Linked DNA regions of Mus musculus: region 2 is linked to region 1. The links are chromatin contacts, called in public Hi-C maps. All regions are on one chromosome and are shown on one strand. The core of a region is the stretch at or near the end of the contact, and the rest is flanking DNA. Distances in the headings are between cores, read along the strand shown.

The links. A called contact is a pair of places that touch in the nucleus more often than the background predicts.
Region 2: a contact with region 1 is called in a Hi-C map of B cells, with 2.2 times the contacts expected there. The contact joins the promoter of Lcp1 here to the enhancer-like site in region 1. A contact is called at or near these places in 2 of 39 promoter capture datasets (macrophages and neutrophils), 3 of 484 Hi-C or Micro-C datasets (B cells, muscle stem cells and nephron progenitors), 2 of 115 datasets of contacts at active chromatin or transcription factors (both in bone marrow-derived macrophages) and 2 of 9 other capture datasets (adipose tissue and liver).

Annotation. Positions count from the first base shown.
Region 1 is chr14:75,032,967-75,035,774 of GRCm38.p6, reverse strand. It overlaps Rubcnl (RUN and cysteine rich domain containing beclin 1 interacting protein like), which reads right to left. Exons shown (of 14, transcript NM_198642.2): 3 at 274-356. Among named protein-coding and RNA genes, the nearest start is that of Rubcnl, 18 kb to the right of the region's middle. Within about 2 kb of position 1,339, at least 118 of the 459 cell types and tissues checked have an H3K27ac peak or open chromatin away from gene starts, as enhancers often do. A contact at or near this core is called in B cells, bone marrow-derived macrophages and neutrophils, where this site is marked.
Region 2 is chr14:75,135,030-75,137,837 of GRCm38.p6, reverse strand. It overlaps Lcp1 (lymphocyte cytosolic protein 1), which reads right to left and starts at 1,413. Exons shown (of 17, transcript NM_008879.4): 1 at 1,196-1,413. It overlaps Gm15628 (a long non-coding RNA gene), which reads left to right and starts at 724. Exons shown (of 2, transcript XR_383590.3): 1 at 724-971; 2 at 1,068-1,949.

The sequences.
Region 1 (2,808 bases), core at 90-2,589:
TAAGCGCTCTACTACTGAGCCCCATCCCAACCACCAAGTTGCATGTCTTATGATAGAACACCCTCGGTGGATAGAGCCCAGAACCTGACTTAGCTCCTTAGTCATGCACAACTGAGCACACCGTGCCTGAAGACTTCAGTTTAGCGCCCCTGGCGGCCTCCATCAAATATTGAAAAGAACCTCTTAGGCTGTACTGCGTCAGGGTGGTTTCCATGATCACATCGCGCACCACTACTGACAGACTCAGGCCCTCTGTGGCTGAGAGGCGCTCACCTTTTCTACATCAGCGGGCAGCATGAACGTCTCTAGTGGGAAGAAATTCCAAGCATGGCTTCTGCTGCTGCTCCGAGCATCACCTGCCAACACAGCGAGCCATTAAACATGGAGAAATGAGATGGCTCCGTCAATAAAGTGCTTGCTAGGCAACACTGAGGACCTGAGTTCAAGCTCCTATTGCATCAGGCACTGGTTAACCCAGTAGTGTAGCGGTGGAGACAGGAGGAACCCTGGGGCTTCGTAGCCTGCTGGGTTAGAAAATTAGTGAGCTGCAGATTCAGTGAGAGGCTCTGTCTCCAAAAGTGTGTGTGTTGGGGGGGGGTGGGGGGGGGGAGAACTGAGAGAAGCGCAGAGGAAGACACGTGACTTTGACTTCTGGCCTCCACATATACATGCGCACAGGTGAACTCCCACAATACAAAAGAAAAACACACACAAAGAACAAATATGGGGAAAATTGTGGGGTTTCCTTGTAGGCCCTGCCCCACAGTTACCTGGCAATAGCCAGGCTACCTAACTCACTATAAAAAGGGTGGCTTGCCTCCTCCTCCTCCTCCTCCTCCTCCTCCTCTCTCTCTCTCTCTCTCTCTCTCTCTCTCTCTCTCTCTCTCTCTCTCTCTCTGCCTTTCTCTGTCTCTACTACCCTGGCCCCCACCCCCAACTCCCTTCTCCATGCCCTAAATAAACTCTGGAGGGATGGCACAGTGGTTAAGAGCACTGACTGCTCTCCAGAGATCCTGAGTTCAGTTCCCAGCAATCACATGGTGGCTCACAACCATCTGTAATGGGATATGATGCCCTCTTCTGGTATGTCTGAAGACAGCTACAGTGTACTCATATACATGAAATAAATAAACAAACAATTCTTTACAAAAATGACTACAGGATCACTTCCCCAGCACTTCCTTAGCTGGTGGCAACCTGCCCCAAACTTCCTGTTGCACACACAATGTCATCTGACAGCAAACAGGGCTTCAGTCAAGCTCGGACCACTGTGCTGTGTCATCCAATCTTACACCCTCACCCACTCCTTACTGGCAACAGGCAACACCAATGCAAGTTGTTCCTATCACATAACTGCTAACTGCAGCCTGGGACGGAAGTGAGATTTCCGGACAGTCAAAAGAGCTATGCTGTCCTGACCTGATAAATTAAGAGATGCTGCCAATGTTTGGGGAACTGTGGGTTCTCAGATGCCAGACAAATGCAGGAAGTGTCACCCCAATACTTCCTGTTGAACAAAGTCAGTCAGAAATGGAAGACTAGAGAGACCTCTTCACTGAGGTAAATATTTCAGAGGCTTGGATGTGGGAATCGTTCACCATCTCTGCCAAGCATCCTGCCACTGTAACTAGAAGGGGTGATGAAACTAAATTGCTGGTTTGTCTTTTTCAACAAAAACATGAAGCTGGCAGAATTTTGACCCCTAAGCTACACGTAAAGACCTGAGTGCAGAGGAAAAAGCAAGAGAGGGTGCCCAGACCTGTTAGGCCTTGGTCACGAAATCTCTCCTGCCTTGAGTTGGGATTATTACCTGTTATTCCATAAGGAGACAGAGAGAGAGAGAGAGAGAGAGAGAGAGAGAGAGAGAGAGAGAGAGAGAGAGAGAGGGTATTTTGTAAACATGTAGATTCTGTTCAAGCAGTAGAACCCAGGATATTGTTCCTACAGCCTCAGGAAATGCTTCCATCCACACAAGAAGGTCCCACAGCTGCCATTAGAGATGTGGGTGTCATAGGAAATCCCGTGCCTTAGTGACCAATATTTGCTCCCCCCCCTTATGCTGCTCTACATAAAGGAAGAGAAAACCTGTAACTCTGGACTTTTGTTTCTTAATTCCATAGAATGACTCTCGAGAGTCTTGTCAGGTATGATGGCTCACTCCTATGATCTTGTCACTCAGGACGTGAAGTGAGAACTTCCTTCCGTCTAAGAAAGACCAGTCTTTCTGGCAGTCTAAGACCAGTCTGCTACACAGAGTGAGAGTCTGGCTTAAAAGCAAACAGAAGAACACCTCAAAAAAACACTGGACAGCTTTTAAAGGTACCGATAAGGATTGTGGGGAAACGCTGCCTTCAGACAAAAGGCAAGACTTGGCTTGGGGGCTCACTTTGTACCATTGCTTTTCTAGGAGAAAGACAAAGAGGCAAAATAACACTAAGTTAAAGAACTTCTTGTTGCACAAGGCTATGACAAGTGGGTTTGGGCTCAGAGTCATTATCAATCAGTGGCTTGTAATAACTTGTTATCATGATGGTTTGTTTATGTGGAGAAAGGCCAATCTAGCAGCAACCTCACCTTTCCATCAGCAACCTCTGTATCTGAAAGCTCCTCTTTATCCTGAAAACTACAAAATATTTTCCAAACTACTTGAAGCAGGGCTCGAAACTCACAGCATGAATATAACATAAGAATCCTTTAAAATAAAATAAAGCCAGCTACCTGACTCTTACTCCGAGTGGACTAAGCCATTCAGAAGTTTTTCAGTTTTAAGAATATATGCATGACCTCACAGCAGGCGCCCTTGTTTTC
Region 2 (2,808 bases), core at 164-2,663, 100 kb before region 1:
GAAAGTATCAACAGCTATTTCTGTATGAAAGGATTATATAAGATTTTGCTTGTTTTGAATCTGCATAGCATGATTTTGCTCCAATAATTATGTGTAACTCTCATATTCCCCAGTTCAGCATCTTATAAATAATATCTGGCCAGACTGAGAATCAAGATGCTAAGCCTACAAAACCACAGCTTGTATTGAAAACATAAGGTCATTCCTACTTTCTGCTCCACAGGATGTCTGAGAACAAGCTCAAGAGGAAAACCTGAATTGACAAAAATGATGATCTTGTTACATCATACAAAGTGATATGTTTATATATAAGCACATACATGTATGTGTGCATGTATATACGTATACCTATATCTCTCCTGCAATGCTTCATACCAAACATTGGCAGTCGAGACGTAGAAGAAAAGGAAGAGAAGAATGAAGAGGAGAAGAAGAAAAGAAGGAGAAGGAAGAGGAAGGTGACTTACTTTTTACACTTTCAAGGTAGTTTTCCCAACAAACAAAATTAATTGGCAATTAAAATTAAGGGAGTTGGAGAAGGCAGGGTGAGGAGGACCTGATTAAAATCTACAAAATAAAAACCTGGCTTTGCCACTAAATCACACGAATGATTCCACCCACCAAAGCTTGATTAAATATTATTTAAATCAAAAAATCACCCAGTATAGTCCTTGAATGTTGAATAGAGATAACGGCATTTGTATTCCAACACCAGGATAGGTGAAAAATCCAACAAATTCAACCATTATTCATCTACACCGCGAGCAAGTGATTAAGAATTGCTTGGGTAGAAATTTCTGATAGAATCATAGACCACGAATAGAGAAAAGTTCTTACAGGCAAGGAAACGGGGTCAGTGAGGTGAAGCAACCGCAGCTGTTTGCCTCTAGACGGACAAAGCATGACAGTTCCCACTTCCTCTCCCGCACCTTTCTACAGAGACCGAAGGGAGCTGTGCTACGGATGACTCGGTAAGCTTTCTCATGGAAACGTCAGGTGTGTACGCGTGAGAAACGCACCCTCTGTTCAAAGTGAGCCACAAACCCACTTCCTTCTCCCCGTTTCAGAAGGCGAAATCTGGAGCCTGTATCTGGCGAAGTCGATATGACCTCCGCAGAGAGAACCAGTTTCCCTCGCTTCCTCCTGTCCTCAGCAAAAACCCTTCCCTCCTACTTTAGAGACATAACCGAGATACCTGGAATCAGCCCGTCTGTTGATCTTTGCACATTTGTTTCTGCGGGGTGGAGGTCACTTGAGAGAAGTCTATTATTCCGGCCTCCTGTCTACTTCCTCTGGAGCCCTTTCCCTTCAAGTTTCCTTATTCCTTTAGCCACAGCCTATGGACAGCTTGTTTACAAATCCCAGCCTCCGCCATAGGAGGAGGCTCTTGAAGCTTTCAAAGCCCCATCAGGCTAATGTCTCTGTGCATTACATAAGATACCTCTCCCAGAGAACTCTTTCCCCTTTGGAAATAGACATAAGCAAGGGGAACACATGTTCTGAGACGTGCCAAGTCCTTAGGAATGGCTTTAAGATCACAATAGCTCACAGTACAAGAATAGTAAAACCGGTCCTTCTTGTCCCTAACTAAATAATTTCTACTAAGCAGAGCTGGACATTAACCCCCTCGTTCTACTTTCTGTTGCTTCAGGATATAGCTCTCGGCCTTTTCCAAATACCAGGGTCATCAGTGTCCCTGTCTGTGTTATTTTATTCTTTATACATTTGTAGTCTTCACTGAAGACATCAAGCGCCCCACAAGTATGCACTACAAACACCCCACCTGAGAAAGTAGAGAGGGTTTTCTTCTCCCCAGTAACACCTTTGTAAAGTGATACACCCCATTACAAATCCTCAGGAAGTGATCTCTTTAATGCGTTGAATCCAGGTATGGACTTGGAGCTGAATAAAAAGGGATCATTCCGTCCTTGCTCACCTGTGCTACCTTACAGCTATTTTATTATGGTCTGATTCTTGGGGTGGGTTGAAAGAGTTCGTGTGTGTAGAGTTCTGGAATGTGAGGGAGGTACCCCTTCAGCAATGGCTAGCCAAGGTTTCCACGACGCCAGTGTAAAGTTGGGGCACAGACTAAGTCTCAAGGCACAAGTGATGCCGTTTGGTGGGCTGTAAGCAAATTCCTACTGCTTTAGAATCCGCTCTTGAAAGCAAGTCTGTGCAGAGCCTAGCATGTGAACATTAGGAAAGTAAAGCCACTTTGCTTAGAAGCACAGGCAAGAGAAGAACAACCCTCCAGCTTTTTTCCTCAGGCTCCGGGATGCCTCTTCTGTTGCTGAGACTTACCACAGCTGGTATCACTGCCAGAGTAATGGAAGGAGCCTTCTTGTATCAACAAGGAAGGCTGCCACATGAGCTAGACCGAGAAGCAGTATCCTAGAACATTCATTAATGTCAGTCCTGATTAAAAAGTTCTGATCTGAGTGCAATACAGAAGTGGAAAGGCAACAGAACTGCGGCATCATTGTCAAGTACGTGGCCACAAGAGTGAGGATACTGCTGCAGTTGTCCAACTGAGGCAAAAGACCCAAAGGTCCTCCACACAGAATACCACTGCCATTGCATGTCCAGGCAACCTCTGCTCAACTAAACCTAAGTGGCCGTTATCACCCCCTTACACAATCTGTAGTCTTTAACACACTTACAAGGGAAACATGTGTTCAATTCAGACAGTAAGAATAAAGCAGAATGGGAGATTTGAGAAGCACACAGTCTTTTGGGCTGTTGAAGAGGACGAGCTGCTATTGACACTCTACTAAAATTATTGCAAAGCACTTCCAAATGCCAGAGGTT